Regions from separate parts of the Sus scrofa genome. Here regions 1 and 2 are each linked to region 3. A link is a contact called in public HiChIP or PLAC-seq and promoter capture Hi-C data. All regions are on one chromosome and are shown on one strand. The core of a region is the stretch at or near the end of the contact, and the rest is flanking DNA. Distances in the headings are between cores, read along the strand shown.

What was found. Promoter capture Hi-C pulls out the DNA fragments that hold promoters and counts their contacts. HiChIP or PLAC-seq counts read pairs in DNA pulled down with a chosen protein or histone mark.
Region 1: a contact with region 3 is called in an H3K27ac HiChIP or PLAC-seq map of alveolar macrophages. The contact joins the promoter of RGS10 here to the promoter of GRK5 in region 3. A contact is called at or near these places in 1 of 5 promoter capture datasets (fetal skeletal muscle), 3 of 47 Hi-C or Micro-C datasets (embryonic fibroblasts, epiblast stem cells and retroperitoneal adipose tissue) and 1 of 2 datasets of contacts at active chromatin or transcription factors (alveolar macrophages).
Region 2: a promoter capture Hi-C map of fetal liver shows a contact between it and region 3, with 2.8 times the contacts expected there. The contact joins the promoter of BAG3 here to the promoter of GRK5 in region 3. A contact is called at or near these places in 1 of 5 promoter capture datasets (fetal liver) and 1 of 2 datasets of contacts at active chromatin or transcription factors (alveolar macrophages).

Annotation. Positions count from the first base shown.
Region 1 is chr14:129,422,109-129,425,594 of Sscrofa11.1, forward strand. It overlaps RGS10 (regulator of G-protein signaling 10), which reads right to left and starts at 2,042. Exons shown (of 5, transcript XM_001927416.4): 1 at 1,483-2,042. The coding sequence starts at 1,531.
Region 2 is chr14:129,508,990-129,512,646 of Sscrofa11.1, forward strand. It overlaps BAG3 (BAG family molecular chaperone regulator 3), which reads left to right and starts at 1,251. Exons shown (of 5, transcript XM_021073458.1): 1 at 1,251-1,840; 2 at 1,843-2,022. The coding sequence starts at 1,652.
Region 3 is chr14:129,112,556-129,115,980 of Sscrofa11.1, forward strand. GRK5 (G protein-coupled receptor kinase 5) reads left to right here and starts at 1,378. Exons shown (of 16, transcript XM_001928584.6): 1 at 1,378-1,945. The coding sequence starts at 1,894.

The sequences.
Region 1 (3,486 bases), core at 792-3,291, 310 kb after region 3:
GAGTTTTTCAGAGTCCAGACTCTGACCATCACTCCATAGGCCTGTAAATATCCAACCATAGGGAGTAGCTGATACGAAGACCCACATGGATACTTTGACTCACAGGCAACACAGAAATGTTTACATGACCACTAAGACTAAATATAAGCAATTTACAATAACCCTATGAAATCCTATTTTATTAGGGTGGAAACCCTACTTTATTAGGGTTCTAAATATTAAGTGCAATAACATGCATCATTTGATAGATGGGAAACCAGCTGTAACTGTTTAAAGAGGGATCTTTTATTCCCATTTTGCGGATCCTTATTTGCACAGGGAGGCTCCATAGCTAGTAAGTGGTGGAGGTGGGATTTGGATCCACCCAACTTAGCTTCCATCCTTTCTCTTAACCACTGTGTGTCTCATAAAATATGATATTCAGTGGGACAAAAATTCATGAGCCAACATGTACACACTGAGTATATACAGAAGCAACTCCTGGGGTGGAAGGCAACAGAAAAACCTCTCACCTCCAGAGTGGGGCCAAGCTGGGTTTGAAAGAGTCTCTATCACTTCCTAAGTGTGACTTGGGACAAGTTACCTAACAGCTCCTGGCTTCCCTTCGTTCCCTTCTCCATAAAGGGGCGAGAACAGTACCTATCTCACTGGGTTGCCCTTAAGAGTGAAGAGAGAATTCACCGAGAGCCGAGTGAACACAGAGAGTGGTCCCCATTAAGCGCTCAAAAGGGCGTAGCTGTTATCATGAACAAAAAGGGTAAGATGGTTGGAATCAAGGGCATGGTTTCATCATCACCGTGGGTTCTTTGTCCTGTCGAATCGCTCCAAATTGTCCTCGGGCTGGACCAGAGTGACCGCCAAGCCGAACCCTTTGCAAAGTCGGCTCTTGCCTGGGCGCGAACTGCAAATGCTGGACCAGAGGGATGGCCAAGCCGAAGTCTTTGCAATGTCGGCCCCTTGCCTGGGCGCGAACGCCCTTCACCTGGCGTTCACCCTTTCTTCACCCCACATTTCGGCTCCGCAGCCCAGAACAGAAGGCGCTCGGCAGCCCCAGCCCGGATGCCCGGGGTCCAGGCGTGCCTTCCTCAGGCACTGCACAGGCATCATTCACACCAACGCCTGCAGCAGAGACAGAGAACTCAAGAAAAATGGGGGGGCGGGGGCGGTGACGGTCTGCTTTCAGAATCTAGATCCCATACTACCTTCAAAGTTTGGGGGTGTTCTGGATCTCATTTTTCTCCCCGATCTTCACTAAAAAGAAAAGTGCTGCTGTTCCTCTTTTTAGACAAACTTCCTCCCCGGCGCACCTCTCGCGGCTCTGTGCTCCCGCCGCGGCTGGAACCGCAAAGACGCTGGACGGAGCTGGGAGAAGATGCCGCGCCCGGGCGGGAGGAAAGGATGCCCTGGACCGGCATCGCCGGCTCGAGCGGCTCATTGCTGCCCCTGGGGGCACCCCAGTCCCCCACCCATGGAGCCCCTTACCTGACGGCGGCCGCTTCCTGCTCAGCCGGCTCACAGCGCGGTTAAACATCGCTGCGACACCCCGGGGAGGAAGGAGGAGCAGCCGGGCGGCGCGGGCGGTTGAGCTGGGGAAGGCGAAGAGCAGGAGGAGGCCGAGGAGGAGGAGGAGGAGCCGGCTCAGGACCGCCCCGGAGCGCGCGCCCCCGCCCCACCGCCCTCCGCCCGGCCAGGCGCCGCGTGGCGCGCTCCTTGCGCCCTGCCCACCCCAGCTGAGGCCTCGCGGTCCAGCCCCGGGGTGCCTGGGCGGGCAGGGCGCGCACGGGTGACTCCCAAACACCAGAATCCGGCTCAGCGCCCGGGATGGTGCGCACGAGCGCAGGAGGAGTTTGCGCCGCCTAGGACTTAGGAACCCTGCCCAGGCGGTTCGCGCGTCCCAGGGACCCCTCGCTGCCCCGCGGGGCTGGCCAGAGAAGACGCCCGCAGTCCCGCCCTGCCCGGCCCCCAGCCGTCTCCCTGCAGCCACGAGAACCGGGAGCGGCACCGCGGGAGCACAGTGCTTCTTTGACTCCCTGCACTTTGGCGGGGAGGCAGGCCGGGGTCACATCCCGGCTCAGAGACCGGGAAGCCGAGGCCTTGAAGTGCTGCAAAACCTAGGCGTGGCCAACGGCCTTCTTCTTGTCCCGGTGATCTAGGATCCTTGCTCCCCAGGCTTGCCTGTCCCGCGACTCCGTGGGCACTGAGCCATCCCACCGCCACGAGAGCTAGTGCGGCGTCGCTGCCGAAACCCGGGCGGCGGTGTCCACCTGCAGAGCGAGCAGAGCTGCTGCGGGTGGGCGCGCCCTCTTCCAGGTGGGCTGCGTGGGTGCCGAAACTTGGGCGCTAGAGCCCTGGTCTCGAGGGAATTCTATAGGAACCCCTTAACGTTCCAGCCCAGAGCGATGCCTCTGCCCCGCACACCAGCTGACTGGAGGGAATAAGTTTAGGGACACGTGGCTCATCTTCCCGGAGGGCCTTTGAGCTCAACGCCCGGAATACGAACCACTAGGGTCCGCGCTGCGCCCTACTTCTGATTTCTCCTCTGTCACCAGTCACCTGCTCAGCGCCACCAGTTCTACTCGAATCTATTCTCATTTCTTCTGCGAAACAGACCAAGAGGGGGTGTCATTAGCCCCATTTTCTTGAGGATTTGGTTTGTGAGAAATTCTTTCGGGCGAGTCCTATTTTTCCCCTTGTGTATCTGGCTTTGTCTCTAAATTGGTCTTTATTTTTAGCTGTACTAATTGCTATTTTTCTCAACCGTTATACCCAGTCTCGATCCCCCTCCACCCATCCTTTCTCAGTATTTTCCCTAGTTGGCACTTTCTTTTATATCTGCTATTCTGAGCTTCCCATTCGCCAATTTTTCCTCCTCCCTTTACCCACCCCTTCAGTCCCAACCCCACCCGGCCCATTCCTGGCCTTCTGTGGTTGCCTCTCATTTCTCTCCCTACCTCCCCTTCCCCTCTCAAAGTATGCCTTTCCTCAGAGTATTTCTAACCCCCCCCACCCTGCGCCCCCTCTGCTGCATAGAGAGGCTTTTCTTACTCCTGAAGGGGGGGTGTGTGTGTGGGGGGGGTGCTTTCAGCTGCAACTCCAGGAGACCACTGTGGTCAGGAAAGTAAAACCCAGCTGCGAAGTTCAATTTTAAAAGCTTCTCTTGTTGTTGGGCTCCTCTGGGGCTGGGCTCCTGCTAGCTTCCTCTCATTGTAATGGGACTGAACGGGTGATGCTTAAAACTATAGGCTGCAGGTTCATCCATTGTAAAGGAAGGACCTTTCAACTCTGCAGAGTCTTGGATCCAGATGAGGTCGCTGCAGTTTCATTGCAATAACCAGGGACTTTGTGCAGCACACTTCCCCAGAAAACGTCTCCAGAGACCAAATTACAAGTAATCTTAACACAGGAAATAAGGACACTGGCACGATGGGTAAAAGTCAGGCACAGCTGAATGTTGCTAGGTCCACCCCGTGTCCTGATAAAACCGGG
Region 2 (3,657 bases), core at 1-2,500, 400 kb after region 3:
GAACTTCCATAAGCTTGGGGTGCGACTCCCCTCCAAAAAAGCCACTGAATAAGGCGCTTGAGGGTCCAGCTCCTTCAATAGTAGTACTTAGGGTAAATTAGTGCACTGGCATTTGGGTTTATACATCAGTCTCTTGTGTGTTTGGTACCTGAGTCAGTCCTTGGGGCTTAATCGTCTCTGCGTTTTCCCAAAACTGAATTTTGTACTTTAAAGCTGATAAGAACACCTGTGTAAGTGAGAATCATTCCATTGGAAATGATTGGTAGGCCTCTTATCGTTTGCTCCAAAAGGAGTAATTTGAGGGCAGGAAGAGAGGAAAGGTATTGCCTCTGAGGGTTCCTGGGTAGTCTCTGCATTTGAGTTGGAAAATTGGGCCCAGTATTAAGCCATGGCACCTTCTCAAAGTGCTTCTGGAGAAAGGAATGAGTCTCAGGCCCAAAGATTTAAACTAGTACCTCCCCAACATTCTCCCTCTGGGGGGCACACACTCTCTCTCCCAGAGGAATTGAGGTGTTGGGTTCAGGCTGCAAGTGCGATTATTGAAACAACCCAACAAATACATTTAATGATTCAATTTGTTCCCTACTTCTCAAGTAAAGCTCAAATTTTAAGACAGCAAGAACCAACCTCTACCATAAAAAAGACCAAAACTCCAAATAATGTGTTTTTTTCTTTAAAGTTGTTCAGCAATGATAGTTTCTTATTTGAGTTATGAGGTTCAGGAGCATAAAACCATGGGCTGATGCAATCTTTCTGTCTTCAGGTTTTTTTGAAAGAAAGGCAGGTGAGTTTCCATTTGCACTTCCATTTTTCCCCTGGCTTGGTTACTGTGTCAGGTCAACATTCCAGCGCTCCTTCCGACAGCCGTTAAGCCCAAGGGAGAAAAGTGATTAAAACATAACGGAGGGACACCAGTGCCCCGAGTATCAGTATATGGGGGTACAAATGAGAGGTGGGGAGAGACTCTGGTTTAAACCCAAAGACTTTAAAGGCTAACGATGACTTTGTTTTTATAAGGAACTGCAGCAGATACTCTTGAGTGCGGACTCCCAGTCCTAAGAACAGGAAGAGGCAGTCTGAAAACCGAAACCGCCCAGGACACAAAGACGACGTCCCTGGGGCTCGCTGGTCCAGTCAGCCAGCATCAGGGAGATGCCTCGGGTGCACCTTGGCCCACCCTGAGGCTGTCTCAGCCGGGTGACACCCACCCAGGAAGCTGGCGCGAGGGAGGAGGTGGGGTGGAGGAGGGGCGGCAGGGAGGCCACGCCCGTGACCACGCCCACGCCCCGCCCCGCCACGATTATAGCCGATGACTCAGGGCGGAGCTCCGCATCCAGCCCTCGCCGCCGCCAACTTCTCTGGATGGGACCAGAAGTTTCTAGCCGGCCAGTTGCTACCTCCCTTTATCTCCTCCTTCCCCTTTGGCAGCGTGGAGGCTATTTCCAGACACTTCCAGCCCTCTCCGGCCACGTCACCCCCTCCTTTAATTCATAAAGGTGCCCAGCGCCGGCTTCCCGGACACGTCGGCAGCCCACAAGACTCTAGCTCCGGCCTCGGCCAGCGAGCCACTCTGCGCCTGGAAGTCCGGCACCCCGCGACCCTGTGACCCGGCACCCCGGCGGCTGCCCCTCCGGGCCGACCCCGACCCAGCATGAGCGCTGCCACCCACTCGCCGATGGTTCAGATGGCGTCCGGCAACGGCGCCGGCGACCGCGACCCCCTGCCCCCCGGCTGGGAAATCAAGATCGATCCGCAAACCGGCTGGCCCTTCTTCGTGGACCACAACAGCCGCACCACGACGTGGAACGACCCGCGCGTGCCCCCGAGGGCCCCAAGGTAAGCGGGACCCGAGCTGCACTCTGGCCAGCACTTCCCCCCACCCCCACCCCCCCCGCGCCCCGACGGCGAGCGGCGGGACAGGGCTTCGGGGATGGGGGTGGCGGGCTGGACTGGGCCGGGCTGCGGGGACGCGAGGAGCAGGGTGCCTGCCGGCCACAGCCCGCCCGCGCCGGTGTCCCAGAGGTCAGTGAAGGCCACTGGGAACGTACAGACCCCCAAGTGGACACCAGCTCTCAGGAGTCGGCCTGCCGCGTCCCAGGAGCCCCCTCCCCAGGCCCGCCCTTGGCCGGCGTCGGGGCGAGGGGGAGGCCCCGGGGAGGACTGTCCTCTCTGGGCTGCATCTGGTTTCCGGAGGTCGGGCGGGAAGTGCGACCCGCCCCATGGTGCCAGGTCCGGTCCACCGGCTGGATTCGAGGGGCCGTGGGCCAGGAGGCGAGGGGCGATCGGCCTGGTCAGCCTCGGAGGCCCGGGCCAGGCCCCACCGCGGCCTCCGCCCGGCTTCCAGGGCTGAGAGCCTGGTTTCACTCTGCTGATCACGCTTGGTCGGACGCCAGGGGGCCTTTGGCAAGCTTGGATGGGGGGGTCTCTTAGGATCTCTAAGGACTTTTACCTCCCAAAGTTCCAGAACTTGCTTGAGGGTATCTTGACTTCAGTCTTCCACCTGAGGCACAGAGTGACTCAGGAGACTGACGTAAATACATCCCCCCCGCCCCTTGAATTTGAAATTAAAATTGTATTCTTGTTTGAAACTGTTTTCGATAAGAATATATTCTAGAATGACTTGTTAAAAAAAAAAAAAAAAAGATGCTGTTCTCCCAGGCAATTTTAAACTAAAGACGTGAGACTGTCGCCTAGTTGGCTATTGACTTAGACATTGCCTCACACTGGCGAGAAAAAGTGTTGTTGTTTTTTTTTAAATGGCAATACATTCCTTTCCTTGTTATGTTACTACAATACCCAGGATTTGTTTCTAATACACAAATAATTGAGTAGTAATGCTTTTGTGAATACAGATGTATGCCTTATTTACATTTATGTAAGGGTATATACTTCTTAATCCTTAGGAGCCTGAAATTTTGAAAATATAAACTCGGAATGAGTGTTTAAAAAATTATGACTGTACTTTTCTCGTGATTTTTCTGTCCATTTGAGCTTTTTCAAAAGATAAAGCTTGGCAAAAAGAGGTCTACATTAAGGGTAGCGTTAATGTTGTTTGGGCAAAATAAAAATAAAAGTCATGAGCTGGTAAGTTATTTTGAAGACTTAAAAATTCACCAAATTAAAGGCTTTGTAAGTCATTATTTCAGAAGAAAGATCTGTTATCCATTTTCATTTTAATGTACTTTTTTCTTAAAAGTGTATATAAAGTTCTGGTGCCCAACAGTGAGACAGGGTATATTTAGCAACTTACATTTATAAGAAATTAATTGTATGTTTATTTTTGAAAATTAGTACAAGAGGCTGTAATTAGCTGGGATGGTCATAACTGCAGATACTTCTTTTTTTTTTTTTTTCTGTGTCTGTTCAGCCCATTGTTGAGTGAAACTAATGCCCATTTCAGTCCCCCTCTGTTACTGCAGTCTCCAGGGAAGAGGTCCTTATTGTGACCAAAAAAGAAAAAAAGAAAAAGGTTGTCATTTTGAGACTAATGTCCTGTAGAGACAGGGATGTCAGAATCCAGTGGTATCCTTAGTAGTGAATGAGGATCAAGTTTGAACATATCCACTGTGAGTGCAGTGTAAGTCCCACCTTGCCGGCACTTTGTTTTCAATGTGAAACTCACCCAGCAGGTTGAGATCTTTGTGTACCCGCACAGTG
Region 3 (3,425 bases), core at 128-2,627:
GTCATCTGCTCTGCTCCCTGCCTTCTGACAAGCCAACTGTTATTGCCCCCACTTTGCAGACAAGACTTGTGAGGCCCAGGGAGACCCACTGACCCATATGCAGATACAAGGAAGTGGTGGTGGTGGGTACACTCTACCACGAAACAAGACAATCCTGCGCTGTTAAATCAGTGACCGTCCACGTTTCCAAGGCCTGGAGAGTCTATTCATTTCTTTGTTTTCTCCAGTGCACAATAATTGTTCTCCCTTTCTCTCTCTGGGCGCCTCCCTCCCACTTCCAGGCAACCCTGGGGTTGGAAGGCTTTCTCCTTTAGGACACAGAAGGCCCGGGGCCCGACTTCTGAACGGATATCCGGCCTTCAGGATGCAGATGAGGCAAAGGCCTCATTGTTCCTTAGGGCCAGCCCTCCCCTCAACTAGACTGGAGGATAACTCATCGCAGACCCCAGGTGTCCCAAGTCCCATTTCCCAGGAGCGGGGGCCTTGAGACGAAGCAAGGGACGCTGAGCGCAGATCTGGGGTCTGATGTCCTGAACATACAGTGGAAAAGCGCTAAGAGCCCCAAGATAAATAGGCAAAGAATTTGAAAACTAATTCCCAATACCGGCCGGGTGCTGTTTCTTATTAACGTTCCTGACTCCAGCGATTCCATCTGTGTTTTTATTGATGGGAATGAGTTTGCATGTAATGACGAGCGGTCATTTGCGGGCCTCGGGTGCTGGAAGGCAGGTTATTAACAGGACCAGCCGCTTACCACGCCGGAATGCACGCCCCCCGCCCCGCCGAGAGTTGCAGCCCGGCAGCGCGGGAGGTTCCAGGCGCAGAGGGCCAGGAGGTGGTGCCGCGGTCCGCGTGGACTCGCCGCTGCACATCCACCCCGAGGCCGCCAGGGGGCGCTCGGGCTGCGCGGTTGCCGGTGCCGAGTCGCCGCCGACTCATAGACCCCTTCGCGCCCTCGGAGGAAACAAAGTACACCTTTGTCAGCAACCGAGCGCGTGTGCGTCTGAGACGGCGCACAGTGGCCGGTCGCCGCGTCCAGGGCCCGCGGGCGCGCCTGGCCACCGCCTCTGGGCTGCAGCCCCCGCGTGGGCCCGGCGTGACCGGGAGGAAGGGGGGTGCAGCGCGCGCTTGGGCTGGCTTGACCTCCCTCCAACCCCGGGCACGCTCCGAGGGGCGCCCAGGACCCGCACCGGCTCCTGCCCGGCCGCAGCACTTCGCCCGCCGCCGCCGCCGTGGTCCGTGCTCTTCGCTTTCTGGGTTCTCGGGAGGGCCGGAAGCGGGCGAGCCGGAGCCCCGGGCGTGGACGTGCGAATCCGGGGCTCCGGCTCGGCCGGACTGCCTTTGCTTCTCCCGCTACCCTCCGCAGCCGCGGACCACCCCTTATCCGCGCCCGCCTTCGGAGTACAAGTCTCAGGGCGGCTCGTGGACTCTGGTACTACAAGTCCCAGCAGGCCCCGCGCCGCGAGCGCCGAGGCGGGAGGCGCGGCCCATCCTGGCGCCTGCGCTGTGCAGCCGCCCGAGCCAGTTAGTACCACACCCCCGGGAGGGACAGAGGGGAGGCAGAAGCATCCGAGGCATTAAAGCATCCGAGGGAGCCCGAGGGGAGGAGAATGGAGTGACAGAGAAACGCGGAGGGTGGGGGGTGGGGGGAGACAGTTGAGGGAGGGGGGAGGGGGGACACAGAGGGAGGAAGAAGCGGCGGCGGCGGCTCCTCTTTGCAGAGGGGGAAAACTCCGAGGGATAAGAGCCGGAATAATGCGGTAGGCAAGGCGGGCTGCTTGCTCCCGGCTCCGGCAGCAGCGGCAGCAGCCCGAGCAGCGGCAGTAGCAGCGGCAGCACCCTTAGGAGCTGACAGCCCCGCCGGCCGGCTTCCTCGCTGACCGCCGACTGTCAATGGAGCTGGAAAACATCGTGGCCAACACGGTCTTGCTGAAAGCCAGGGAAGGTAAGAGGCAGGGCTGGTGCCTGGCGCATTCGCCGCGGGCCGGGGTGCGGGTGTCGGGCGGCTTGTGGGCTGGGGCTGTGAGTATGCAGGATGCCCGCAGTGAGTTGGTCGCAAGCAGGACACCTCAGAGAGCTGCTCTGCAAACACTTCAGGGTTCCTGCCCTAGTGCTCAGGGAATCTGGACTTGGGCAGAGAAGGAGAAACGTTGAGGTTGCAGGGATTAGGATGCTAAAATATCCCCTAGTTTCCAGCTCTAACCTTAGCAGATCGTGCCATCTCGGCAGCTGTTGAAAGGTCAGTTGGAAAAGCATTCATTCAGGAAGAGATGGGCAAACATGCAAGTGAAATAGCTTTTTCGAGTCGGCCCAGGATGGTTGTGCGAGTGAATTGGTGTGCGCTGGGGGTGGGGGTGGAATTAGCAGAAGCCAAGTCTTTGCTTGCGCAGGCAGAGTTGATATAGGCTATTGCTGGAAACCATCCGCTGGGAATGTTTCTTAGGGAAATCCCGTCGTGTGGAAAGAAGCCTTTTAATGGCAAAGTAAGATGTTGAGGAATTCGTTTGTTCATACAGTGACAAGAGAGAGTGACTGTACAGATCACCTAGAAAATAATGAAGGATTTCAGGGGTAGGTTTTTTTTCCCCCTTTGGGGAGGGGGAGAGATAAGTGAATTTTTTTTTTTTTTTTTTGGCTCAGTTAAGAAGAGAAAGGTAAGTGTGCTGATGCTTGATGCGTTTCGGATGCAAATCATTAGATTTTCTGCACTTGGCTGGTAGGGAATATCTTCATGGAGTGGGTAAGATTCCAAGTCAAGAATATAAACACTTTTTGACTCTTCCTTGAGATGGGAAAAAGAGAAAAGAAAAAGAGAAAGTGGCGCAGAAACTTAGATGCTTCCGAAGTGATTGCATGAGGTAAACATACATATTTAGGAGCACCTGGAATTTATGTAACATCTCTTTTACCAAGATTTGAGCTCTGGGTGCAGCCTTTTTATGAAGGGGGAAGTGGTTTTCCCTTTCATGGGAGGAGGCTTTATTTGACACCCACGGTAGAACGCAGCCTGACTATGGTTTTGACTTCAGAAGAATACTGGGGGAATAGCCCACGAAAATATCTTACCTTTTTAATATTTTCATTCACCCACTTTGATGAATGAAGGAAGACTTTCTGGCTAACAATAAAACGATTCATGTTTATTCAGCCGGTTTCATCACCTTGCGGCACTGTACACGAAGAGTTAGTAGGTGATGCACAGCCCAGCGGCTTCTCCAGGGTTCACACCGTAATTTCGGCTTCACTTGTCTTTAAAGCAGTAACCTGGAAGGTTTGCTTTGACAACTCCAGCGGAGTTGAAAATATGCAGGTCGGTCCCTCCCATCGTTCAGCCTTGGTGTGAACACTTTTAGGAGAGGCTGTTACTTGGTGACCTAAGGATCTAAGGGCTGAATGTTTTTCTTTTTTTTCATAACCCGACATTT